2 separate regions of the Mus musculus genome follow, and region 2 is linked to region 1. Evidence: chromatin contacts called from public HiChIP or PLAC-seq data. All regions are on one chromosome and are shown on one strand. The core of a region is the stretch at or near the end of the contact, and the rest is flanking DNA. Distances in the headings are between cores, read along the strand shown. Region 1 holds the start of E130018O15Rik (RIKEN cDNA E130018O15 gene). Region 2 has its middle 28 kb from the start of Cpz.

The links. HiChIP or PLAC-seq counts read pairs in DNA pulled down with a chosen protein or histone mark.
Region 2: an H3K4me3 HiChIP or PLAC-seq map of embryonic hindbrain shows a contact between it and region 1, with 4 times the contacts expected there. The contact joins the enhancer-like site here to the promoter of E130018O15Rik in region 1. A contact is called at or near these places in 10 of 39 promoter capture datasets (the C10 cell line, the HPC-7 cell line, cranial neural crest and 6 more), 1 of 15 datasets of contacts at CTCF or cohesin (large pre-B cells), 55 of 484 Hi-C or Micro-C datasets (the AML12 cell line, B cells, the C10 cell line and 37 more), 10 of 115 datasets of contacts at active chromatin or transcription factors (craniofacial prominence, embryonic basal ganglia, embryonic forebrain and 7 more) and 4 of 9 other capture datasets (adipose tissue, embryonic stem cells, liver and 1 more).

The regions. Positions count from the first base shown.
Region 1 is chr5:35,385,005-35,391,119 of GRCm38.p6, forward strand. E130018O15Rik (RIKEN cDNA E130018O15 gene) reads right to left here and starts at 3,472. Exons shown (of 2, transcript NR_152157.1): 1 at 3,421-3,472. It overlaps Hmx1 (H6 homeobox 1), which reads left to right and starts at 3,857. Exons shown (of 2, transcript NM_010445.4): 1 at 3,857-4,485. The coding sequence starts at 4,113.
Region 2 is chr5:35,494,399-35,501,275 of GRCm38.p6, forward strand. No RefSeq gene overlaps it. Among named protein-coding and RNA genes, the nearest start is that of Cpz, 28 kb to the right of the region's middle. Within about 2 kb of position 1,788, at least 7 of the 459 cell types and tissues checked have an H3K27ac peak or open chromatin away from gene starts, as enhancers often do.

The sequences.
Region 1 (6,115 bases), core at 2,222-4,721:
CTCTGCAGGGATCCCTCCATTGAGAGAAAATGAGCCTGCCTGGATGCGGGCTGCCTGTCCCTCTCACACCCACACCTCATGAATTGAAGACACACCACTCGTGAGCCATGGAGTCCTGAGTGCTCTGGAGAACTGTCTGCTATTTAGCTCAGGGCTTGGGAAACATGCCACGTGGTCACAGTAACAGAACTTTGGGTATGGGAATGTCAAGTTAGTACATAGTGGATACAGATGACATAGCAGGACAAGATACAGCTCCTTAGGTATAGCTTGTTACTCCCTAGCACCCTAGTACTCTAGTACCACCCCCCACCTCATAAAGATATAAAAAAAAAGAGGCTGTGTTTGTGGGTTGGTGGTAGAGGTGTGCCAGGCAAACAAAGTGAAACACCACAGTGTTTGCGTTTACCAGCCTGGGTATGAGGACATGTGATAGTCGGCTCTCTTTACATACAGATGCCCCATCCTCAGATTCAACCAACCAACAGCCAAAGCTATTTTTAAATGGATTTTATTCTTATCATCAGAAAGAGGCAAGTTCAAAGGAAAACTTGCATCTATCCCATGTCGGGCACAGATCCGTTGGCCATGACTCCCTAAATGCTGCAAAACAGCCACCTCACAGCAGCCACATCTTAGTAGGTCTATCAGCAGTCTAGAGTCATTTGAAGCACGCAGTCAAATGCTACTATGTTTTTTCTTTAAGCAGCAACTGGATGTGGTAGTGAAAGCTTCAAGTGCAGGCACTGAGAAGGTGGGGATGGGAGCACTGTCTAGAACACAAGGCTAGCCTGAGCTAACTGGACACCTGCAGGTTTTGACATCTGAGGGGATCCTGGGTCCAATCCCCTCACACCCGTAGCAGTAATTGCCTTTGAAAATAAGTTGGGGAAGTGCACATGGAGTGTTTTGTCAATCAAAACCCAAGAGTAGGCAGACACTTGGGTCATATAGGGGGTGGTGTGAGAAGAAACAGGGTCAGGCGAGGGATGAAGGAGGCAAAATATAGTAATTTAAAAAAAACATGTAAAATAGGCATTTTGTCAAGTTTTTCCAAATGAAAGGCTTGTTGGTGAAAAGGTCTGAAGTGGTCCTGCAGCTGGCCACTCGGATCCTCTTGCCGCCCTAGATCCAATCGCGCAGATTTAGGGGACATTTGTGAAGTACAGCCTCTGGACCAGGCAGACTCTGCTAAGGCCTGGCAGGTTTCCTGACAGATCTCAGTACACAGGATAGGTGAGACAGAAACAAGGCAGCAGGATAAAGTGGGGAGAGATGCCACAGCCTGCACAGCTACTGTGTGTGAACATGGATGGGCATGGCTTGGAAGGGGACAGTCCTCCAGCCCCAGAACTCTGTGGAGGAATATAGAGGGCTCTGGCAAGGCAGCACCAGAAGTTGCTGCTTGGGTTAGTGCTTGGCAGCCTTACTTCCTCAGCCAAATTGGCCTTGAATTGGGACAAACCAGCCTATACGCTGGGCAGCATCAGTGCTAAAACTCTGGCAGCAAGGAAGGATTCAAGCAGTACCTCTCTGCTCTCCTCCGTGTAGGCTGAGCTTGGGGCCCCCAGGACCTGGGTGAGCACCCACAGGGCTAACTTGGGAGTTCCTGACACATACACACCCTGCTCCTGAGTGGTACCACCACTTGTAGTCCGTAGGATCCAGAGGCCAAGTAGTGTGGCTGTCACCCTCTTTCTAGTGCTCCCAAGCCAGTACCAGGAGATGTGGATGCCCTTTCCCCATTTCTGACCACCATCCCTTGCTGGTCTAGTACTGAGGCGCCACTCTGATGCACGGCTCCAGAGGGAGTGCTGGGTAAGACCAGGCAGGTCTCTCTCTGCCCAATGGAGTATGGGAGCAGCACTTATCCACGGTGTAAGGTGTAACCGGTGTAACCACAAGGGGCCAGGACCAAGGGCCAGGGCCCTAGGGCAGAGGGAATTACAACCCTGGTGCCTAAGAAGCCCAGCCTGGCTCCCCCATCCAGAGAGCAGAGAAATAAAATGGAAGCCACAGCACCCACCCAACAGGCTCCATTTTACAAGCAGGAAGGTACTGTTCACAAGGGGAGCCTGGAACTTGCAGAAGTTGGACGGTTCTCTCCATCACCATTTTTAGTAGGGCTCCTTTCTGGTCTGTTTCTTCATCACTTCAAAAAACAACCCCGAGCCCTGCAGTGATGCCTCATGCCTTTAATCCCAGCACTCAGGAGGCAGGGGCAAAAGGATCTCTGGGCTAACATAGATACCCTAACTCGGAAAAACGAAAAACCATATCAAAACAAAAACAAACCACCACCAACAACAAAACCAACCTGAATTGGCCGGCCCAGGGGTTGTGCCTGATTCCTACAAACAAATATCATTGCTAATTTCTCCCTCCCCGCCCCCACCTCTACCCAGGTCCCTGAGTATGTCTGAGCTGGGACACCCAGGAAGTAACAGCACTTGGGACACTCTGAGTCAAAGTTGGAGACACCCAACTTTGACTCAGAGCCCTCACCTATGAAATGTGGCTGCTTGCCAGCGATTCCTCTTGCCTTGCCCAATATGGCTCCAAAATCAAGTCCTATCGTGCACAAAACCCACTTCCCATCCAGGTTTCTAGCCAGGGTGCAGACCCCAAAGGTTCCTTAGCCTGGCGGCTCATCCATCCTTCTATATCCTCAAGAGCCACTTATAGTGGGAGGGAGGGGAAGCGCTCTCTTTTCACATTAGTTTTTCCCTTTGAAGTATAGGGTGACTCTATTTCCCTCTATTTCTCTTGTTGGGGAGATTAAACAAAGTGGGCTCCGGGCCTGCAGTTGCCTTCTCCTGGACAGTGGGACACACTTCTTTACGCACTGTCTGTGACCCGCACTGAGCAGCTAGATGGGCCTTCCGTGATAACCCGCATCCAGTGAAGCGTTCCGCTCAGTGACTAGGCTGTCCCCCTATTCCTGTTGGAAGTGGATCACAGCTCCGTTGGTCTCAGCGAAGTCTGGGTTACCCTCTGCGGCCTTGCTCCTGAAGCGGGGGAAGAAAATTCACTTTGTGCAGGGCAAGAGAGGCAGAAAGAGGAATTGTTCCTCAAGACCTGCAGTCCCGCACAGTGGCTAGGCACGAAGCTCTTACCAGCCTGAAAGAGAGTGAGAAGGCCGGGCAATGGAGGTGCCAGAGCAAATGTAATCTGTTCCTACCCAGCGTGACACCATGGGGCACCTTCGGGCTTGACTCTCTTTACACACCGAAACTGAGCCCGGGATATGAGAGCATTCCATCGCAGCGCGATGGCACCAAGAGCATATTTCGTTACGCGTAAGAGTTAAAACATGCTGCGTCTCTGCAAACTTGTTTTGGCAGAATCCCCGTTTTAAATTACACGCGAGGTCTTAAAAAAAAAGAAAAAGACTGCGGCCCAGTCGGCAATAGTCCTTACCCGCGCGCAAATACACAGTCACAGGGACTCACGCACAAACCGAGCGTTCTGCGGGTTCCGACACGCTCCCGGAGGGTGAGCAAGGCTCTCCTCGGATGCGATTGGCCAGTCTGGGCTTCACAGCGACCCTGTAGCCAATGGTCGACCTCCCAGCCGAGGCCCCGCCTTCTCCCACTCCCTGGCGCGGGTACCGGGGTGGGGGGCGCCGGAACGCATCTCGCGGGGTCGTACCCCCAGGACCACCGGGTCTCCTGCCCTGGGCCCTGCCACCACCTGCGCGCAGAGTCCGGCCGGGCAGCATCTCCGGCAATGGCTTCTCTCCGGGCTGCAGCGGGTCGTTGGGGCTGAGCCTACGAAACTCGCGCCGCCCCGCCCCCGGCACCGCCCCCTCCCCCTCCCGTGAGGCCAGCCGGGGCGGCGACCTGAACCGCTCGGAGAAACGCGAGGGAGGCTGCTGCGGGAACGGCCGTCCGCGCGCACCCGCTCCCGCCCAGCCCAGCCCGGCACAGAAGCCGACGCCCGCCTCGTGGAGCCCGACGCCCTCACTCCGGGCAGCGGCTCTCCAGGGCCAGGCCGCGCGTGCGCCAGGCGGCCGTTCGCCACTATCCAAACGGGGCCGGGAAGAGCAGCTGCGCCCCAGGCAACCAGGGACCCCCAGGATCCCAGCCTTGCCCGACGGGCCCGCGGCCGCGATGCCGGATGAGCTGACCGAGCCCGGGCGCGCCACACCAGCTCGCGCCTCCTCCTTCCTCATCGAGAACCTGCTAGCAGCCGAGGCCAAGGGCGCGGGGCGCTCAACCCAGGGCGATGGCGTCCGCGAGGAAGAGGAAGAGGACGACGACGACCCCGAGGACGAGGATCCGGAGCAGGCGCGACGACGACTACAGCGGCGGCGACAGCAGCGCGCGGGCAGCGGGCCGGGCGGGGAGGCGAGGGCCCGGGCACTGGGCCTAGGGCCCCGGCCGCCTCCTGGGCCCGGCCCGCCCTTCGCGCTCGGCTGCGGAGGTACAACGCGGTGGTACCCACGGGTGCACGGCGGCTACGGAGGTGGTCTAAGTCCTGACAGTGAGTGAGGTTGCGGGGAAGGGGTGGGCAATGGTCAGGGCTCTGCTCCCTCCCTATGCATTCTTTTGGTGACTTCGGGCTTAGTGAGCTCCTAGTCTTCCTGTGTACTGGGGCCTGGGTGGTATGAGATCCCCTTGGATGGGCAATTGTTGGAGACTGGGGATGGCACTGCATGTAGGAAGCTGCTAAGGCTAGGATCAGGCCCAAGAACACAAAATTCGGAGAGGAGAGTGAAATAGGCCTCGGAAAGATGAGAAGGGGAAAGAGTGTGTTTGGAGAAACATCGAAGGTGAAAGGGAAGTGAAGGAAGAGGAAAGGTGGCAGAGGAGGGGAGGCCGCGGGGGTCAAGCACTAAAATAAAAGGGGCAGAGCTGAGAGACCACAGCTATGGAGGCTGGATGGGAGGCCTTCTTCTATAGCAATTGCAACCCCAAAGTATCCTTTGCCCTCCCTGCTGCGCAGTAAGACCATGGGCTGGGCCTGAGCCTGCGTTGGGTCTTCTCAGGCCCAAAGGCTGAGGCTGGTAGGAGCCCACTCTGAAGGGTCCATCCCACCCCTCTCTTCTTTTCTTGCCCCTCCCCCTCTTTGGCCTTTGTTTCCTGCAGAGGGCTCAGAGAATGGGGGTGGGGGCTTCTCAGTCCCAGAACCCACTTACCCCTCTGGCCTGGACATCCTGACTCTGACTGCCTGTCTCCAGAGGGTCCAGACCTCAACCTCTCTTAGGACCTGCTCATTAGAGAGCAACCCTTGAGACTAGAAGGGTATTTCAACCTTCCTCACCCCAGCCCCTTGAGCCAGCCGGGTCCCTAAACACACAGACTTATATATAACTAAAGGGTGCCCACCCAGGCTCTGTGTATAAGCTTTGGGGTAGGAGGTGGCCTGGGGCCCGTTCTTTTCTATTAGGTACTCACCCCACTCCTGGTATGGAGTAGGACAAGTCTCCCAGCCCAGGTTTGGAATGCCTGCCTTCTTTACATAAGCTTAAACAGGGGTCAGTAGTATCCAGTGAGGAGGCTCTTGCAGGGCGCATTTTATTCTCCCTTTTAGTTGGGCCATCCTCACCTGTAGTCCAATAGTCACCACCACCCCCACCCCCACCCCACCCCGGCCTTTTGCCTTATTTCGTGCCATGCGGGTTAGAGTTCTCTGTTCCTGTTGAGTCAAGCGAGCAGGTGAGTCAGATTAGCACTTTATGGCAACACATGGACAGACCTCCGAGTGTAGGGGCTTTGGGTGTCTTTGTAGGACCTCCCCTATGGTCTGGCTGCATACACACCATCCTGCTAGGCGACATTGCATGGGCACTGAGGGGGATGCTTTCAAGGAAACCAGGCGGAGTTTAGCTGTAAGCACAAGTCCACTGTACTGAGGCATAACCTGGGCCAAAACCCACCTTGACCTCTGATCCATCGGTCAGGCAGAAGGACAGACCAGCCTGAATTGGTTTCATGGACCCAGATGTCTAGAGGAGAAGTGGGAGCCCACGGGAACTTATTTAACCTGGTGACATCCCTTGTACGCCCTGAATCTGGGACTTGGAGCATGAGCCCAAAGGTCCTCTGTGGGCAAGACCCCAAGCGTAGGAGATGGTTGGGGCAGGGTAGGAATGCAGTGATTGGTAGAACAG
Region 2 (6,877 bases), core at 538-3,037, 110 kb after region 1:
TTCTGACCAGAGATCTGAAATGACTGTCACAGAGCTGATAACGAGGAGCTAGCTCCTGATGTAGACTCTGGAGGCATCTACTCCGGCCTTCTTCTCTACCAAGGCTGCTGATTTCTGATGGCTTGTGACTGCATTACTCAGCACCCGCCCTCTCCATAGTGCCCCAGAGGCCATGTATGAAGAAGGGAGAAGACGCAACTATCATTGCCAGCTATGTCCCATGCTTTACAGGGGCTCACACCTCACTATGCTGTCCAAGAGGGAGACAGAAGGAGGCTGACTGCAGAAGTGGGAGAGCCCTGCTCCTCCTCACCCCCAGGCTCTGTCTGGACAGTCCCACCCCCACCCCCACCCTCACCCCCAGATGCCCTTGCAGGAAAAGAACCAGGCACTTCTCTGGCCCTGTCTCCTGGGAGCAGCCTCTTTCCCCCAGCTTCTTAGCTTGGAGTCCCTGATCTGCGAGAGCAGAATCTGCTTCGCATTTGGTCTCTATGAGAGGGGTCAGAAGCAGAGGGCCGTTCTGGTCAGTGGGCAGGAGGTATTTGCTCAGCCCCACAGGCAGATGCTTTGATGTTTCCGGGTAGGCATGAGGGCAGGCTCCAGCAGGGCAGAGACCCCAGGCCAGGATTCTGAGCATGGCCCTTAGAGTGGATAGCCAGCTGTGAAGCATGCCTCTTGCCCTCACCAGCCTCGCCAGGCCAGACTCCATGACTACCATATACAGGCAGAGCCTGGCCCATCTCCTGGGCCCCATGATCTCACCCTGGCCCTGCCCCTGGATCCTCATACCCCTCCTTTACTGAGGAGTCCGCCGGAGAAGCGGGAAGACACCAGTGCATGGGGCCCTGCAGGACAGAGTCCAGCCCCTGGCCAGGGTAAGCTGATATGGATAGACTCATCTCTGCCTCTGCTTCAGCCTCTGCTATGTGGAGGAGCAGAAGGGGCTGGGCAGTGAAGAATACAGAATGTGATTCTCCTGTGCCTACTGCATCTGTGAGGCTGGTGAGCAGCCTGGGAAGACACAAGAGGTGCAGTTTCTTGGGTTTCCTGGACCAGGAGATGCTTTCTTCCTTCTCAGTACCTCTCAAGTGACAATGTACACCAGACATTGACAAGATGGGCAAGGAGCCATGTGTCACAGGAACACACTTCCTTGTCCTCCTTCCTCACCTCCTGCCCTAGACTCCCTGCAGACCAGGGAAGGCTGGCATTGCACACCCAATGCCATCCGCATTGGCATGCCCCTGCCTCTTTCCCACTGTTTCCTAGGAGTAGCTTGAGCAAAGCAGCAGACACAGAACAAAGCTGGTCCAGGAAGATGGCACCAGTGCCCCATGCTTCTACGACTGAGGCTCCAGCTGTAGCCCAGGCCATGTAGCAAAGTCAGACCTTCCCATGGCTTTAGCACACCTATGCTGCTGCCCTTCTCCACTGGCTTCCTGGATGAGAAACAGAACCCCAAGGCTTGGCCATGTCCTTGGACATAGACCCAACCTGGGGCCAGCACGTGTCCTGATGTGTGACTACACTGTAGTAAGAACTGAAGCCCATCAAATCTTAACAGCTCATGCCAAAACACCCTGGGGAGGGCACCTGTTCAGAAGTGTAGCCCAGGGGATCCTAGTCCTCCTGGCCTGCTACTCAACCCCTTGCACTCACCCCATCCCCTCCCTGAGGCCACAGCAGGTTGGAGGCTGGAGATGCTGGGCCAGGGCAGCTCGGGCCAAGGGGAGGGGTTTGCTGATGTTGATGGATTCAGGCAGCCGAGAGTGGCAGCTGCTTTCGTGGCCTTTCCTGAGTAATGAGTCTAGTTGATTCTCTGCCCCCTGTTCCCTGCCCCCACACAGCCAGGGACCTGCTGGGAGAGGCTCAGCCAGCCCTCTGTGGGCCAGTCTGGGCTGCAGACCTTATCCCTCTGAACCTTTTCTCACACCTCAAGAGCAGACCTCTGACCTGCCAGAGACTGGGACGTAGCCCTCCGGGCTCTGTTTATCTTGCACATTAATTCTGCAGCATGGGCTTGACCCTGAGACCCTGGCCTGGTTGGAGCATCTACAACCGCAGGCTTTGTATGCACAGAGGCTGGGCTTCGGGCTCAGGCCTCCCTTTTCTCTGTCCACACTATCTCCTTGGATCAGCAAGTACAATACACTCGTACTTCTCCTCCGTAGGCAAGCCTATGGAGCCCCAGCTGGAAGGAGCGGTGTCAGGCTTAGGATAGAACATGAGAATAAGCAACACGTGGACACAAAGCTCTGTCGCCAGCTACACCCACCCATCCATGAGCCACATCTCCTATCCATAGCCTAGGACCACATTCCCAGCCCGTCCTCAGCCGCCACCCAGGTCCCAGCACACATTCTGAGGCAAACACAGGGCAAATAGTAGACACACACTAAATATTTGCCAAAAACAGTGGTGAGGCACTACTAGCCCCCTCCACCTCTTCCCTGCCCAAAATGGGGGCATCATCTTCCTCTTGGTGATGAAGGCCCACTTCCTGCATGCAGCAACTGGGCTACATCACCATCCCTCTGTGTGAGGCCCAGTCCTCTCTCAAGCCTATGTGGGGCTCTGACTGGTGTGCTTGCGTGTTTTCCTGACCCTGACTTTTATCGTGTCTTTCTGTTCAGATAACTATTCATTCTATCTGGCTTTGCCGTATTGTCCCTGTGAGCTAGCTCAAGCCACTGGAAATGCAGGCTCAGGCACCCCTAAAAGCTAATGAGTTCCTAGACCCCTTTAAGGATAAACATGGGGTAAGTGATAAAGAAACAAGGCGGTGAAGTTGTCCCACTTTGGCCCCAGGATGCCCCTTTCTGCCAGTGGGTGACATCAGAATCCACCTGCCATAGCCAAGGATGCTTCTGGGGTCTCATAAACTAGAAGCCATCACAGCACTTATCAGATTTGAGGCACCTAAGGTATGCCAGGCCCTCAAGTAACCTCACCTAAGTACTGCTTCCCAGGGGGCACCTGAGGGGCAAAGGGCTCACTCTGTAGTGTACAAGAAAGGAGAATGGGTTTAGGAGCCTTCACATCCAGGGAGCATCCCCCCCACCCCCACCCCCCCAGTCTGTTCTGTGCAAGCTGTCTGCTCAGTAGGTTGGAGGGCAGAGTCCCTCCAGCCTCAGAGGCCAAGTGCCAGCAGTTCAATGGTGTGAGCGTAATCTGTTTGCTTTGCGATTCTCTCTACTCAGTGGAGACAAATTGACTTAACTGTGGAGAGGGGCTGCTGCTGAGAGGCGGCTGGCCCCTCGGGAACAGCTTTGCGGGGGTTCACAACAGTGGTCCTAGCAGGCCACAGCCAGGCTGCTGAGACCCTCTCCTGCAGCGGTGGCGTCATCTTAGGTCTCCCTGAGCATTTACCATCAGGAACCTGGTGATGCCGTCCTCAGAATGAGGAAGATGGGCTACAGTCTTGAGCAGTGGCTTCCCTGCTATGCCATGAAGAAGCAGGGTTACGAGGAAGACACATCGGTCACCAAACAACATCAGAAGACCAGAAAACAAACAAGCAAACAAAAAAACCTCCTTCTTAGTTTTGACCGCAAGGACAGCACAGGACAGCCATCCCCACCTGTGAATATGTAGCTTTTAGCTACACCTCTGTCACCTGGTGAATGTTACATGCAGAGGGTAATTTTTGTGGTGACAAATGAGTCCTGGAAAACAGAAGTTCCTGCCATTAAAAAAGAAGTTGGCTGGGCTTGGTGGTGCACACATTTAATCCCAAAACTTGGGAGGCAGAGGCAAGTGGATCTCTGTGAGTTTGAGGCCAGCCTCTAGAGTGAGTTCCAGGACAGCCAGGGCTACACAGAGAAACCCTGTCTCAGTCTCCCATTCCAAAAGAAAGGAGAAGAAGGAGGAGGAGAAAGAGAAGGAGGAGGAGGAGGAAGAAGAAGAGGAGGAGGAAGAAGAGGAGGAAGAAGAAGAAGGAGGAGGGGAAGGGAGGGCAGGGGAGGGGAGGGCAGGGGAGGGGAGGGGAGGGGAGGGGAGGGGAGGGGAGGGGAGGGGCCCTGTAAAGGCCCCACGCTGGAGATCCCTGCTCCCCTCTGTGGGTCACATTTGTGAGTCCTGGGGCTGGAGTTTCAGTCCATTTTTCTGAGGACAGATCCCACTCCATCAAGGTCCATGGGCAGGGTGGTCTTCAGGGGAGCCTCTTAGGAGCTCTGCCCATGTCCCAGTATGGGGTCCTCTGACCCTCACCTCCCCCACAGGAGTAAAGTGGCTGACAGAAGCCCACTGTTCCTGTAGAAGGCCTGCCCCAAGCTGGAGAAAGCATCCTGTGTCCATTTCCTGTCTCAGGGTTTCTCCTCAGCTACAGCCCAGGAGGACAAAGAAGGAAACATGTGAGATGCCCACCCGTAGGAGTGGAAAGCAGAGAGCAGTGGCCTGCCTAGGACTGGAAACAGAGGGATAGCAAGATGGGGAGCCTTTGTTGAACCTCACAGCACCTTCCGAATGTGCAGCTCGAAACTGAAGCTACAGCGTCACAGAATTCCAAAGAGGCTTCTCTTTCTCGGGGTGGCTGTGATCCTGACGCCTAGAGCACAGATGCCGGAGGCTATAGTCCAGGTCTGGGCAGGCAGGACACTGTCTAAGGCAGAACAGAGGAAGTAGGACCTGCACACTCCTGCCAGCTAATCACAGTCTCTGGGGGCCACAGAGCTGAGGCTGGGAAAACTGTCAGGACAGGGTGTCAGACAGAGGCCCCTTCTACAGAGCTGGTATCGAGGCAGCCGTAGGTTCTCGAAGTTGCCTTGTAACCAATCTAACTCCTCTGATGTGCCTGCCTATCTACTGTTGATGTCCCAGCCTGACCTGCCCATAACTGCATGGAAGTCTAGCATTAAATAACCTCAGTCAGTGGGACACAGACCCCTAGGGCTGCAGTCACCAAGGGCCACAGATGGCACCTCAAAGGACACCTGTCCCTCATAGTGTGGCTGGCTACACAAGGCCACACGGCTGATAGGTTCTGTTCCTGACCTGACTCCATTCATGATCTTCATCCACAAGTGGTGGGGACAGAAAGAGAAAGAAGGTCCTCAGGTGTATCTTTTTCAGAAACCCTAATCTCCTCATGAGGGCCCCCATGACCTCATCTGAACCTAATCACCCCCAAAAGTTCCATTTCTGAGTATCGCCAGGTTAAGGTATAGAAGAATGTGGTGGAAACTCTGCTGAGCCAATGTTACCCAGACCTTGCAACTTACCCACCCCATCTCTACCTCTGTGAGGTGAATCATTTAACAGCCACCACCCATCTCCTTCATCTGCATGCAGGAGCTGTCACCTCCTGGTCTTTAGTGGCTGTTCTTAATGAGACGAATGTCTTTAAAAGTTCCCAGAAATGGAAGCCTGATGTGGCTGTCTCCTGAGAGGCTCTGCCAGAGCCTGACAAATACAGACAAATACAGAGGCAGATGCTCACAGCCAACCATTGGACTGAGCAGGGGGTGGGGGGGGGGGAGAAGGGACTGAAAGGAACTGAGTTTGCAGCCCCATGGAGCGAGCAACAGTGTCAACAGGCCAGACCCCCCCCCACACACACACACACCCCGGAGCTCCAGGGGAATGGACCACTAACCAAATAATACACATGGCGGGACGCATATGTGGCAGAGGATGGCCTTGTTGGACATCAGTGGGAGGAGAGGCTCTTGGGCCTGAAGGTGTTCGATGCCCCGGTGTAGGGGAATGTCAGGGCAGGAGGATGGGAGTGGGTGGGGGCACACCCTCATTGAGGCAGGGGGAGAAGGGATGGGGTAGGGGGTTTCTGAAGTGGAGACCTGGAAAGGGGAAACATTTGAAATGAAAATAAAGAAAATATCCAATAAATAATTTTTTAAAAAGTTCTCAGAAAGCAGAGTGGTGTCTTCACACCCTGCCTGTGGGGAGGCCCAGGAGCCAGCTTTCTGCAGGCTGGCTTCGTAGAAAAGATGGTGGATGAGAAGTGCAAGGTCTGATGGTATCTCAGGAGCTCTAGCTGAAGAGCATCTGTCCTGCACCAGGAAGGAAGAAAAGCTACTGCTCCCTGATCCTCATCCTGCCTTCCACTCCCATAACGCTGTTGGTAAGTCACTGAGTGGGATCACAGTGCCCAGCCACCACAGCATCTAACCACTACACTCCCCAGCCTATCACACTGCCCAGCTACTATGGCGCCCAACCACCATACCACTCAGCCACCACAGCAGGCAGTCACCACGATGCCCAGATGCCGTGTGCCTAGCCACTCTGCTGCAGTTTGCAGGCGAATCAGCATAGAGAAGGGTCCAGCCCAAGGGCAGTAGCTTGGGCACAGAGGCCTTGCTAGAAATGTTCTTTGCATCACTGCCATCTTGGAGAAACATCTTGGGTTTGTTTCAACCAAAGAGAGATGCAGACTGGACAAAGTCAGCTCTGAATCTCGTTATTAAATTGAACGATACTGTATTTATGGAACTCAACTTTCTGATGACAAAAAAAAATTATCTGTACAACCAAATAAAGACAAACGGAGCTCGGAGGCAGCTCAGGAGGCAATTTCAGCCACTCATCCCCCTCGAGGGCAGCTTATCGCACCCTGGGATGGTGTCATCGGTAAGGCTGGGACATAAAGTGCCCTTTTGGGTTTTTCTTAAGCCAACATTAGCAAATTGTATATAAATTCAATCTCAGCTAAAAAGCCAAGACAGTCCACAGCCAAGGGCAAGGCCACCCTCTGGGGGCAATTGCTGTGCTTTACGTACAATCAGACACAGGCTAAGAGGGGAAATGTGGTTCTCTTAACTAATCAATTACATTTGAGTAATTGATCGTATATTATTATTGATGAAAGCCTGTAATATTGTGAGTTAGAATGAGTTAGAAGGGAGTGGGCTCTCCAAAG